2 separate regions of the Cricetulus griseus genome follow, and region 2 is linked to region 1. A link is a contact called in public Hi-C data. All regions are on one chromosome and are shown on one strand. The core of a region is the stretch at or near the end of the contact, and the rest is flanking DNA. Distances in the headings are between cores, read along the strand shown.

The links. Hi-C and Micro-C count contacts between places; a contact is called where the count stands out from the background.
Region 2: a contact with region 1 is called in a Hi-C map of liver, with 3 times the contacts expected there. The contact joins two enhancer-like sites. A contact is called at or near these places in 7 of 8 Hi-C or Micro-C datasets (the CHK-Q cell line, the CHL-YN cell line, the CHO-K1 cell line and 2 more).

What each region holds. Positions count from the first base shown.
Region 1 is chr2:245,709,571-245,714,970 of CriGri-PICRH-1.0, reverse strand. All of the region lies in intron 5 of LOC107979618 (a long non-coding RNA gene), which reads right to left. Among named protein-coding and RNA genes, the nearest start is that of Tmem244, 78 kb to the right of the region's middle. Within about 2 kb of position 2,715, at least 1 of the 6 cell types and tissues checked has open chromatin away from gene starts, as enhancers often do.
Region 2 is chr2:245,871,494-245,876,893 of CriGri-PICRH-1.0, reverse strand. It overlaps LOC100774646 (rho GTPase-activating protein 18), which reads right to left. Exons shown (of 15, transcript XM_027402874.2): 10 at 4,722-4,804. Among named protein-coding and RNA genes, the nearest start is that of Tmem244, 240 kb to the right of the region's middle. Within about 2 kb of position 2,038, at least 1 of the 6 cell types and tissues checked has open chromatin away from gene starts, as enhancers often do.

The DNA of each region.
Region 1 (5,400 bases), core at 1,466-3,965:
AGGTATTCCCCTCCTTGACTTTGTTGTATGTAATATTTATATTCTCCACTGGAAATCAGAATAGTGAAGAAAGGGCCATCTTAGTTATGATCAATGGCATACAGTTTTGGAGATGAAAGACACAAACTGCTTAAACCCAAAAAATCTGATCATAAGCACTGAAAAATCAACTGTAGGGGCTGGAGAGGTGGCTCAGCAGTTAAGAACACTGGCTGCTCTTCCAGAGACCTGGGTCTAATTCCCAGGACCCACATGGTGGCTTAGAACTTTGACTCCAGTTCCAGGGGCTCTGACACCCTCTTCTGGTCTCCAAGGGCACCAGGCACACATGTGATGCCCAGACACACCTGCTGACAGAACAGCCATAAAACTAAGAGATAAAATAAAATTTTAAAAAGAAAGGTCAACTTGACTAACATTAGAATTTGAGTTCCAACAATTTCTTATTTGTAAAGAGTGGGGAAAAACAGAACAAACTGTATTCTTTTTCCATCTACATTTTAAATTTTTAAAAATTTGTTGGTAAATTCATACATGCAATACAACGTATTTAAATCATATCTGCCTCCCTACTCTCCTCTCCAATTCTTTTAGCAACTCTTCCATCTCCCTCCCCACTTTGTACTACCTTGTCCTCCCCCCACTCTCTTTTCTTCTTTTAAAACATCCTGAGTCTAGTTAGTGCTGCTTATATTCTGATGGTGGGGAGTGCCATCCACTGGTTCACAGGCTCCTATCATGGGTTACAGTGCTGAAGAAAACTGACCCCCACCTTCTATTGCCATCAACTGTTACTTGAAGCCAGAGGTCCCCTCCCATAAAACATTCCCCTGTGCAGTTCTTGGTCGGGGAGGGGGTGGGGTGTTCTAGAGATGCATCAACATTGTTTTTTTGTTTGTTTGTTTGTCTTTCAAGACAGGGTTTCTCTGTGTATCAGCCATACACATCCTGGAACTAGCTATGTAGACCAGCCTGGCCTCAAACTCAGAAATCTGCCTGCTTCTGCCTCCCACGTGTAGGATTAAAGGTGTTCACTACCACTGCTTGGCAAAAGTTTTTAAGTAAAATAGTTTTTAAGTAAAACTATTTCTCTGTGGTCACTGGAGCAGAGAGGGAAGGACATAGGACCAGACAGGTGAGATGGTAGCTAAAGAATATGCTGATCCAAACATTTGAATGTCACTTATCTCCAGAAAGATGACACTGATGTGCTTACAAGTTGGATCTTGAGAAATCAAAGCTGGCACCATCACTTGACAGACAACCATCAATCCCTGGACTTACTTCTGGACTTCCTTAGGTATGTAGGCAGGTGCTCGAGCATGCGAGAACACACACACACACACACACACACACACACACACACACACACACACACACACACAATAATCAAGCCCCCTCCATCACAGAACTGAGAGAGGAATTAAATGAGAGAATGCAAACAGCAGCTTACACTAGTTACATGTGAGTGTGTGATAGGTTAAGTCTCAGATTTGCTTTGGAACTATTGGCTCACCCTTACTCACAGGTCTGTGACTTTGCTTGTGCAGTTGTGACAAGGAAAGACTCTTACCTTTGCCCCTTGATGATGCCATTTTTCTTCTACACTGAAAAGTGCTTTCTAACTGAGGGCTTGGCTTATTTAAAGGGACAAGGCTCAGACTAACCCTTCTAACCATAATTTCCATTATTTCCCTGGCATTAGAGACATCAAAAAGGGGAGTGGGAGAATTATATGGGTTGGGTCAAATGAAACTATCCGGTAGAAACATTCAATCTTTGACTCAGCTATACAATAGTCGTTAGTTTTCTAGCTTTTATTTACTGCTTCTTATTCCACTTGCCTCCCTGGGTTCCATGGCTCACAAGAAATAGGAGTAATGAAGTGAAGAAATTAAAATTACATGTTAACAACATGGCTCATCGTGTAGAGGGGCTTGCTATCAATCCTGAGGACCTGAAGTCCTGCATGTTACACAGAGAGAGCCAACTTCCCCAAGCTTCTTTCTGAGGTCTACATATGTGCCATGACACACACATGTCTGAGCCCCCACACATAAACCACAGCACACATAATAACTGTAAGAGAATGTCTAAAATGGAAATTATAATAGTTGAAATAAAAATCAATTGAGTTATAGAATCTGCCCGTTTCACAACCTAGCTTTTTGTTTCACCTCTGCAGATGGAGCTTGGAAGATTTTTGGCCCTGTTCTTTGTGTCATGCCAGAAGCCTGTATTCATGGTAACAAACATATTGTCATCCAAAATAACATTGCAATCCATTTCGTAGAGTTCACAGGGACAATTCTGGAATTCTGTCATCTTTTTCATACATTCAATTTTCTATAATTTTGCTACAGCTAGGGCAAGAGTTATTGAATAACATGATGCCAAGGAGCCCTTTTTGGTTAATCTTCTGCCAAAAAAAAAAAAAAAATTATAAAGAATTGGCTCTCTGCTTAGATTTATCAAATTGGGAATAACTCGGAGTTTCATATTGGAGAAATAAAAGGTCGGGCATTTCTGACATTGGTTATTAGTCTGAATTCAATGAGACACTTAGAAAATAAATTCTACAACTGTTTGAAAGAAGGGTTGCTGTGGCCTATAAATATCACCATCTCTTTTGTTCTCATGCGCCATCTAGTGGCCATCAGGGGATTATTTCATTGAATTTTCATGCTGGATCCTGGCTAGGAAAATGAAAGCCTGATTCAACAAAGACCACATCTAGTTCAATGCCCTACCATTGTTTTTCCCCTATGAAGCTGAGTCTCTGCTTTCTGGTGGCTTGAAACACAAATAATTACTAATAAACCAGGGATTTGACTTTATTCTGAGATTTTGACGGACAGTCTTTGACTTTTACTGTTCATCGTTATTAACCAAATACTTTCAGCAGAACAAAACCAAGAAGCACACAGTGTTCACTAAAAAAATATTTAAGCAATTGGGGCCTAGAGAAATGGCCCATTGGGTAAGAGAACTTCGTGTTCAAGAATGAAGATCTGAGTTCAGCTCCCAGAACCCATGCAAAGGTCAGGCTCATACCTAGAACCCAAGCACTGTGGAGGCCAGAGACAGGAGATGGCTAGAGCCTTCTGTCTGATAGCCCAGCAGGGTGGGACCCTGTCTCAGGGAATAAGACAGAGCAGAATGTAGTGTTTAATCTAAAATAGCATGAATAGCACCCAATATCTTCCTGTGGCCTCTGGATGTTCAAATATATATATATATATATATATATATATATATATATATATATATATAATGACATACACAAGCACATGCACCTACACACTCCACATCATATACACACATGAAAAGAATTGAGTAATACAGTGGTGTTGAAATTAGACCAATAACTGGGAATCTGGGAAATGTATATACTTTATTCAGTTGCAGTTCATTGTGTATAGAATGGATATCATATCATCCAGCTATCTGCCATGGCTACCTCAGAGAGCTGCCATGGAATTTTTTTATCGAAAGAATAGCGAAGTGCCTAATAGAGCCCATAATCAATGATAGTATCAACTAGCAACAGCCATCTTTAACACTGAAGGATCGTTGTGGCCCATATGGACAACTCAAACACAGACTGTTAATTAACTATAGTTGCTTTCCTAACATTCTTCCCCTGGGTTAATGCAGTACAGTGTCACTGGCAAGAATGATGGTCTCTTAAGCAAGTGTGAACTCAACCCTATCATTCCTCATGCTTACTGGCTAAGTGACCTCAGGCTCTACATTTAACTCTCTATGGGGGGGTGGGAATTTCATTATCTGTCTACTAGACCTACCATTAATACCTGTCATTGTTTTTAATCTTGTGAGTTTGAAGTGAATTGACACATGTACCTCACCTACCATAAATATCTCGGCCACCATATTTAGAACTTCCTAGGTATTTGCTGTAGTCTTAAACCAAACAACAAAAAGTAATTTATTTGGCACATGTATGAATAATACTGTTCAAGAACCAATGTTTAACAAAATCTAAATTCAACAAAAGTCTGCTACACTACAAAGGTTGAGTTCCTTAATCACAGATAAGTAGGAAAATGTGTTAGGCTGCTTCTATCATATTCTTCTAAGAGAATTCTTAATTTTGAGACAGGATTCCATCATGTAACTTAGACTAACGTAAGATTTGAGATCCTCCTGCCTCACCTTCCTGAGCAGTGGGATTACAGGCATGTATAACCACACCCAGAGAAGATATCATCTTCTTGAAAAAATCTTTTTGGAATAAGTATTTGGTTATAACAACAATCATCATTTTCTTTTATCTTTGCCCTCTACTCCCTAGCATACTTGTACTTACTGTTAATACCATAACAACCCAGAAGGCAGGAGAACATGACCTTTCTACAGTGTATAGACAATGCAATGTAGCTGTCTACATACAATGTAGCTGTCTACATACAATACAATGTAGCTGTCTACATACAATACAATGTATACTTCTACATAAACTACAATGTAGCTGTCTACATACAATACAATGTAGCTATCTACACATGATACAGTGTAGCTGTCTACATATTATACAATGTAGCCGTCTATACACAGTACAATGTAACCATCTATATACAACACAATGTAGCTATCTATATACACTGCAATGTGGTTCTCCATATACACTACAATGTAGCTGCCTACATACACTACAGTGTAGTCACCTACATACAATATAATGTAGACTTCTATATATACACTACAATGTAAACTTCTACATACAATATAATGTAGAAATTCTACATATTACTGAAGTCTTAGAGGAGTAAGTTCACACAAAACTAATATGCATGAGGCAAAAGAAGCAACAGGTTTCAGTTCCAGAAACGCAGCTCTGTAGAACACTGTTCTAGCATGCACACAAAACTGGCCCCAAACACACAAAAACGTCAAGAATGTCATAATGATGATGAGAAAACAGCAGCTCTTCTTACAAACCATTGAAACGGGATCCCACATGCAAGGGAAACAATCTCTACCTTCTAAAGCAAGCTGTTTAACTTCTCTGTTTCCCTTAGATGCTAACAACAGTGTCTGTGTCAGATGGTCCAAGATGTAAGCTTAGTGTTGTTATCTTATGATCTGAATGGGAAATCTAGGAATTTGTTAAGGGTTTGCTTGAACTGCCTATTACAAAAGTATTATAAACTAGATGGATAGTAAAAACAAAAAAATCTATTTGTTCAAGATCAAGGCAGACTGGGTAGGTATCCTGTGAGGGTCCACTTTCTAGTTCAAAACTACACTCTTGTTCTGTGTCTTCACACATGGATGTCCAGGTAGTGCTCTGTGGCCTCTTATGAGGGCATTCACTATAACAGTTATTTTTGTGTCACCATGATAAAATACCTGATGGAAAGGACTTAAGTGAGGACA
Region 2 (5,400 bases), core at 789-3,288, 160 kb before region 1:
GGTCAGTCAATAGAACCTATATGGTGGAAGAATTTGTTCTCTGAACTTCACATGTGTGCCTTGACACACATGCTATATGCACATAAACACACAAATAAATAAATGTAAAAAAAAAACATTAAAAAGAACAAGTAGTCAGGGCTGAGGACAGCTCCTATGCTAAAGTGTCTGCTAGGTTAGCCTGAAGAGTCAAGTTTGATTCCTAGAACCCATGTAAAATGTTGGGTTAGATAGTGTGTGTTTGGAGAGGCAGAAATGAGCTTATTCATCAACCTGCCTAGCCTAATCCGGTCAGCCCTAGGTGTCAGAGAGAGATTTTCTCTCAAAAAACAGAGTAGGCTCCTTGGAATGACACCCAAGGTTGACCTCTGGCCTACACACACACACACACACACACACACACACACACACACACACACACACACACGTATGCATGTAATATGAGTCATGTTTAACCACCTATCTCTATCCAACAGGCCATATCAGCAAAGTTCCTCAGACAGATGGTTGAAGCCCAAAATGGTTCTTTGTTTCCCCGAAGCCCATGGCACTGGGCAGCAAGGCAGAGAGTGCCTCTGACATGGCAGAGAGATGTGTAGCAATCCAGGCTTCTAAGTCTACAGGAACTGCAGAGCCCTGAAAGTAGTTTCAAATAGCATATAAACATTTACACGTTTCAGAAAATGCTTATTCTTTCACTTCAAGGAAGGAGGGAGGAAAGGGAAGGATATAAAATGAAAAGGAAGGAAAAAGAAGAAAATCTTTGAGAAAGTGCACTCTACCTTAGTTTCATTCTCACTAGGGGACTCTATAGCCTGCTGGCACAAAACTAAACAAAGTGAGCTTTGTTGTGAGGGGAAGAAAAGGAGCCACCAAGAAATACCAAGGAAAAGGGAGGTTTTTTAAAACTGAGGGAATGAATGAACAGGAGCTTTGCAGACTACATTAGGTCTTGCTCAGCATCAACATTGCCAACTCCACTTCTACCACACACTCTGAGCTGTCGGGGGTCCCAGAGACACCAACAGCTGAGTCACCCTTCTCTGACCAGGCATGCAATGGTTCTTTTGCCTGTTTGTTTTTTCAGTTGGGTTTCTCCAGATTAACAATAGCTTCATGTGTGTTTGATGTTCTCCATGAATGAGACAGCGTACCAGACACATTTTAGAGGTCATCATTTTAATCCTCATGAGAGGTTGACACTATAGCTACCCTAGTTTGCTGAGGAAGAAGTGGTGTCTTAAAGAATACTGAAGGGCACACAGCCAGCAAATGCTGTGAAAGGAATTTAATACCAGCTCTCTATGGCTTTTGTTTCTGAACTCCTAACTACGCAAGGAATCACATTTTCATAGTCATCCTAAAATCCCTACCTGAGAAGTCAAAATAGGCTAGACCCAAATGGAAGGAACAAAGCCAAATAAAACTGGCCTTTTTACAAGATTTCAGGGCAGAAACAAAAACAATCAAACAAACAAAAAAGCAGTCTCTAGTGCTAACAGGTTGATCTTATATCAGGTTTATTTGCAATATAGACCTCAGACATCTGACACAAACTAAAGGCTTAATATCTAACAGCAAAATTTATGTATCTAATATCTTGTACAATGCTTGCAAAGCTAAATTGTAATCCAAGCATTGTGCTGTACTGAAGCAACATGATCACAAATGAGGACAAAAGATTAATTGAAGTTTAGGAAAAAATATTTAATTTTGTTCCACGGGGACCAGAACGGTTTCTTGGGGACGAGTGTATCTCTTTCTTTATGAGCATAAATTACAAAGATTAGATAATTATTTTAATTGCGGTGTGCATATGCAATAAGATTGTTCAAAATATTACTAGAGGAATGCGAGGGAGAAAAGGGGTGGGGAGGAAAAGGGAGGGGAAAAGATGGAGGGGAGGAAAGAGAAGAGAAGCTAGTAAGATGCTGGCTCAGGTCTTGACAAAGCTACACTGAAGAATGGCTGGACTACTTTAAGCAATTATGAACCACACAGAGAACCTGGCATGGGAAGACTGAGTCTTTGCAAACCTAGAGGCCAGGATAGTAGTTACTCATTAGCTAAGAATGCTCATTGGGTATCTGTTTTCAATACCGCTGTAAAAATGTGTTCCTATGTAAAGTGGGAATACAACTCTCCTTGTCTTCAAGGACTGTGACATAATATATCACACAGTTTTAAAACTAAATCAAATAAATTACAAAAGAGAGAGCCAGAGAGATGGCCCAGCCCTTACAGAGGGCCAGAGTTTGATTCACAGTACCCATATGGGGTGGCTCACAATCACCTGTAACTTAAACCCTCTTCTGCACTCATACTGCTTCCCCCGCCAAAACAAACAAACAAACAAACAAACAAAAACTATCAACTTTTAAAGGAGGGTGGGGAGCTGGGCAGTTGATTCAGTGGTTAAGAGAAGTCACTCTTCTTGCAAACTGGAATTCAGTTCCCAGTACCCATACTGGACAGCTCACAACTGTCGGTAACTCCAACTCCATGGGGGGGTCTGACACGCTCTTCTGGACCTTGAAAGTACTACATAGGTGTGAGCACATGTGCACATGGGGGGAGGGGGAGACAGTAACAGAACCAGATATTGCTTATTGAATTTTTTTACTATCTTTTTTCAAAGTTTATAATTAATCCCTTCTCCCATGTGATAAACTTCTGTTTATTTTCAAGGTCAGGGCCTTTCTATGCATATGTGCCAAGGCTGGTCTCAGACCTGCTACCTTCTCTTCTTAGCCTCCTGTGTCCTGGGATTATAGCTATGCCCTACTATCTCATTACTTTTCTATGCCCATGACAAGAAACCATGACCAAGGCAGTTTGTAGGAGAATTTCTTTGGGGCTTACAGTTCAGAGGGTGAGGACCATCGTGCAGGCAACATGGCATCAGCGAGCACGGAGCAAGCATGGCGCTGAGGCAGTAGCTGAAAGCTTATGATCTTGATCCACAAGTAGAAGGCAGAGAACCCTTAAAATCTGCCCCTACTGACACACTTCCTCCAATCAGGCCACACTGCCTAATCCTTCCCAAACTGTTCCACCAACTGGGGACCAAGTATTCAAACAAATGAGCCTGTGCGGGACTTCTCATTCAAACCACAATGCTTAGCAACACTGAGCTTGCATATTTGAGGCTCAGGAGAATTAACCAGTGTGAAAACAATCCACACCTATCCCAAGAACATCTAATGATACTAACTACGGAGATCATTAAATCAGATGGGTGACTACTCTATCAAATTACTTCAGTATAACTATACAAGTCAGAACTTCCAGCTCTGAGAGAAGTAACTTAATGTTAACGAATATTTTAGCTGGCCATTGTGACTTATTTCAGACTCTACCACTTCTAACTATAAACACCAGTCACATCTTCAGGAAACAATTCATCATACATGGCACTTACATTTTAATCGCCTATTGTTTGCTTTATTGTACATACTCACTAAGTAACATTGGGAAAACAGAAAAATCGAAGAAGGAAACACAGAAAGAGTCCATGTTTTCTATTAATCAATGAGTTTTAATCATCTGCTCTTCCAGAAAGAGCATTGTTGTGAAAATTAGAAAAGCAAAGCTTAGAGCAAGCGGAGGTGGCTCATGGGTGGCAGGGGTGGGGGGTGTGTCTTAAATTCAAGTCCCGCTAGGGCTGTTTGCCAAGACACACCTTAAAACCAGAACTGCACCGGGGAGAAGGCTCGGAGGGTAAACCACTGCCACACAAGCTTGAGAACCAGAGTTTGGATCCTCAGAGCCCACTTAAATGTTAGGAGGGAACTGTAACCCACCTGTAAGCCCACACACAGGAAGAAGGCAGAGACTGGAGATTCTGGGACCTAGCTAGACTAGCTCAATCAGAAAGTTCTAGGTTCAGTTGAGACACTGTCTCAGGCAGAGAGCAGTTAAGAACTCTTAAGACTCCTGTGGAGAACCTGTTGGCAACACAAATGTCAGATGGCTTGGAACCATCTGTCATTCTAGCTCCAAGAGATCAGTTGCTCTCTACTATAAGCAATGCAGGCAGACTCAAGCACAAACCTACACACAAGCACACACATACACAAAATTAAAGATAAATAAGTATTTTTTTAAAGAGAGGCCCTGCCCCAATATATGAGTCAGAATGAAGTCAAAAAAGACACCAAATGTTCACCTTCAGCTACCACACACACACACACACACACACACACACACACACGTACACACAACTATACAAACATGTATGACCTAACAGACACCAACTCTCTCTCTCTCAAAAAGATACAAGTGCTACAAAACCAAAATAACCTAGGGGCTGGAGAGGTGGATTAGTGATTAAGAACACTTGCTATTGTTGCAGGAGACCAACATTTAATTCCCACATCCACATAGAGAGACTCAAAAGCGCAGATGCCTCCAGCTCCAAGGGATCTGATGGCCTCTCCTGGCTACCATGGGCACCTGCACATAGAAGCAGGCATGCAGATATACATATAAAGTAAATAAACCCTCTTTAAAATGCTTGGTAATATTAATAAAATTAGCAATTTAGTAAACCAATTGAGGGTGAAAGACTGTCTCTCAACATCTGTCCTTAAAAGCACTCTTTCCCATTTTAGATGTATATTGCTATTTCCAAAACAAGCATCAAACTGTTTTCCCACAAATAATGAAAGAATTGCTCTGCGTCCTTCTAAGGGATATTTAGCATAAATTAACCAGCTGACCTTCAGTGTGTCTCTGTTTGCATCAGGTAGAAGGATGACAAGGAGGTTCAAAGCCTGCAATTGTTCTTTTCTGGTTGGAAGATCTGCAGATAGATGAAAGAAATCCAAAAACTTCATAGAACACTTTCCTTTCTTTACCATTTTTGAAGAAAAAAAAAAGCTGTTTGTTGTAAACATTACAGTGAAATGTAAGACACAGTGACTAAGCAGCCAGTCTCACCGAGAGTGTTTGCTGGAGATCAGTGGAAGCAGCTGCTCCGAGCACCCTTAGTCCTAGGATGCTCGCTTCCAACTGTGATCACATGACAAGCAGCCTTATGTTTGCCGACATACAACAGTGATTTGGAAATAATTCTAACTTCCACATGGTAATTGTCTTCCAATGGAAACATGGAGAAGATTGGACAGTCCAGGAAATTCTAGCAAGGGTAGGGTGCTTTTTTTTTTTTTTTTAAACACTGAAGTTTGTCTCTCAATGTCAAGGGAACAAAATACAAGAGGAGAACACTGACAGACATGGAAAAAAAATGGAGCCTGGACTATAATAGGGGTCCAATAAATGTGTATGGCATGAATGAGGAACCAATCAGCAATGAAGCTTCCAGGATGTATACATTATCATCATTGGCACCTAATATACCCAGAAATTTAGATTATTGCAAGCACTGCTTTGTCAGCA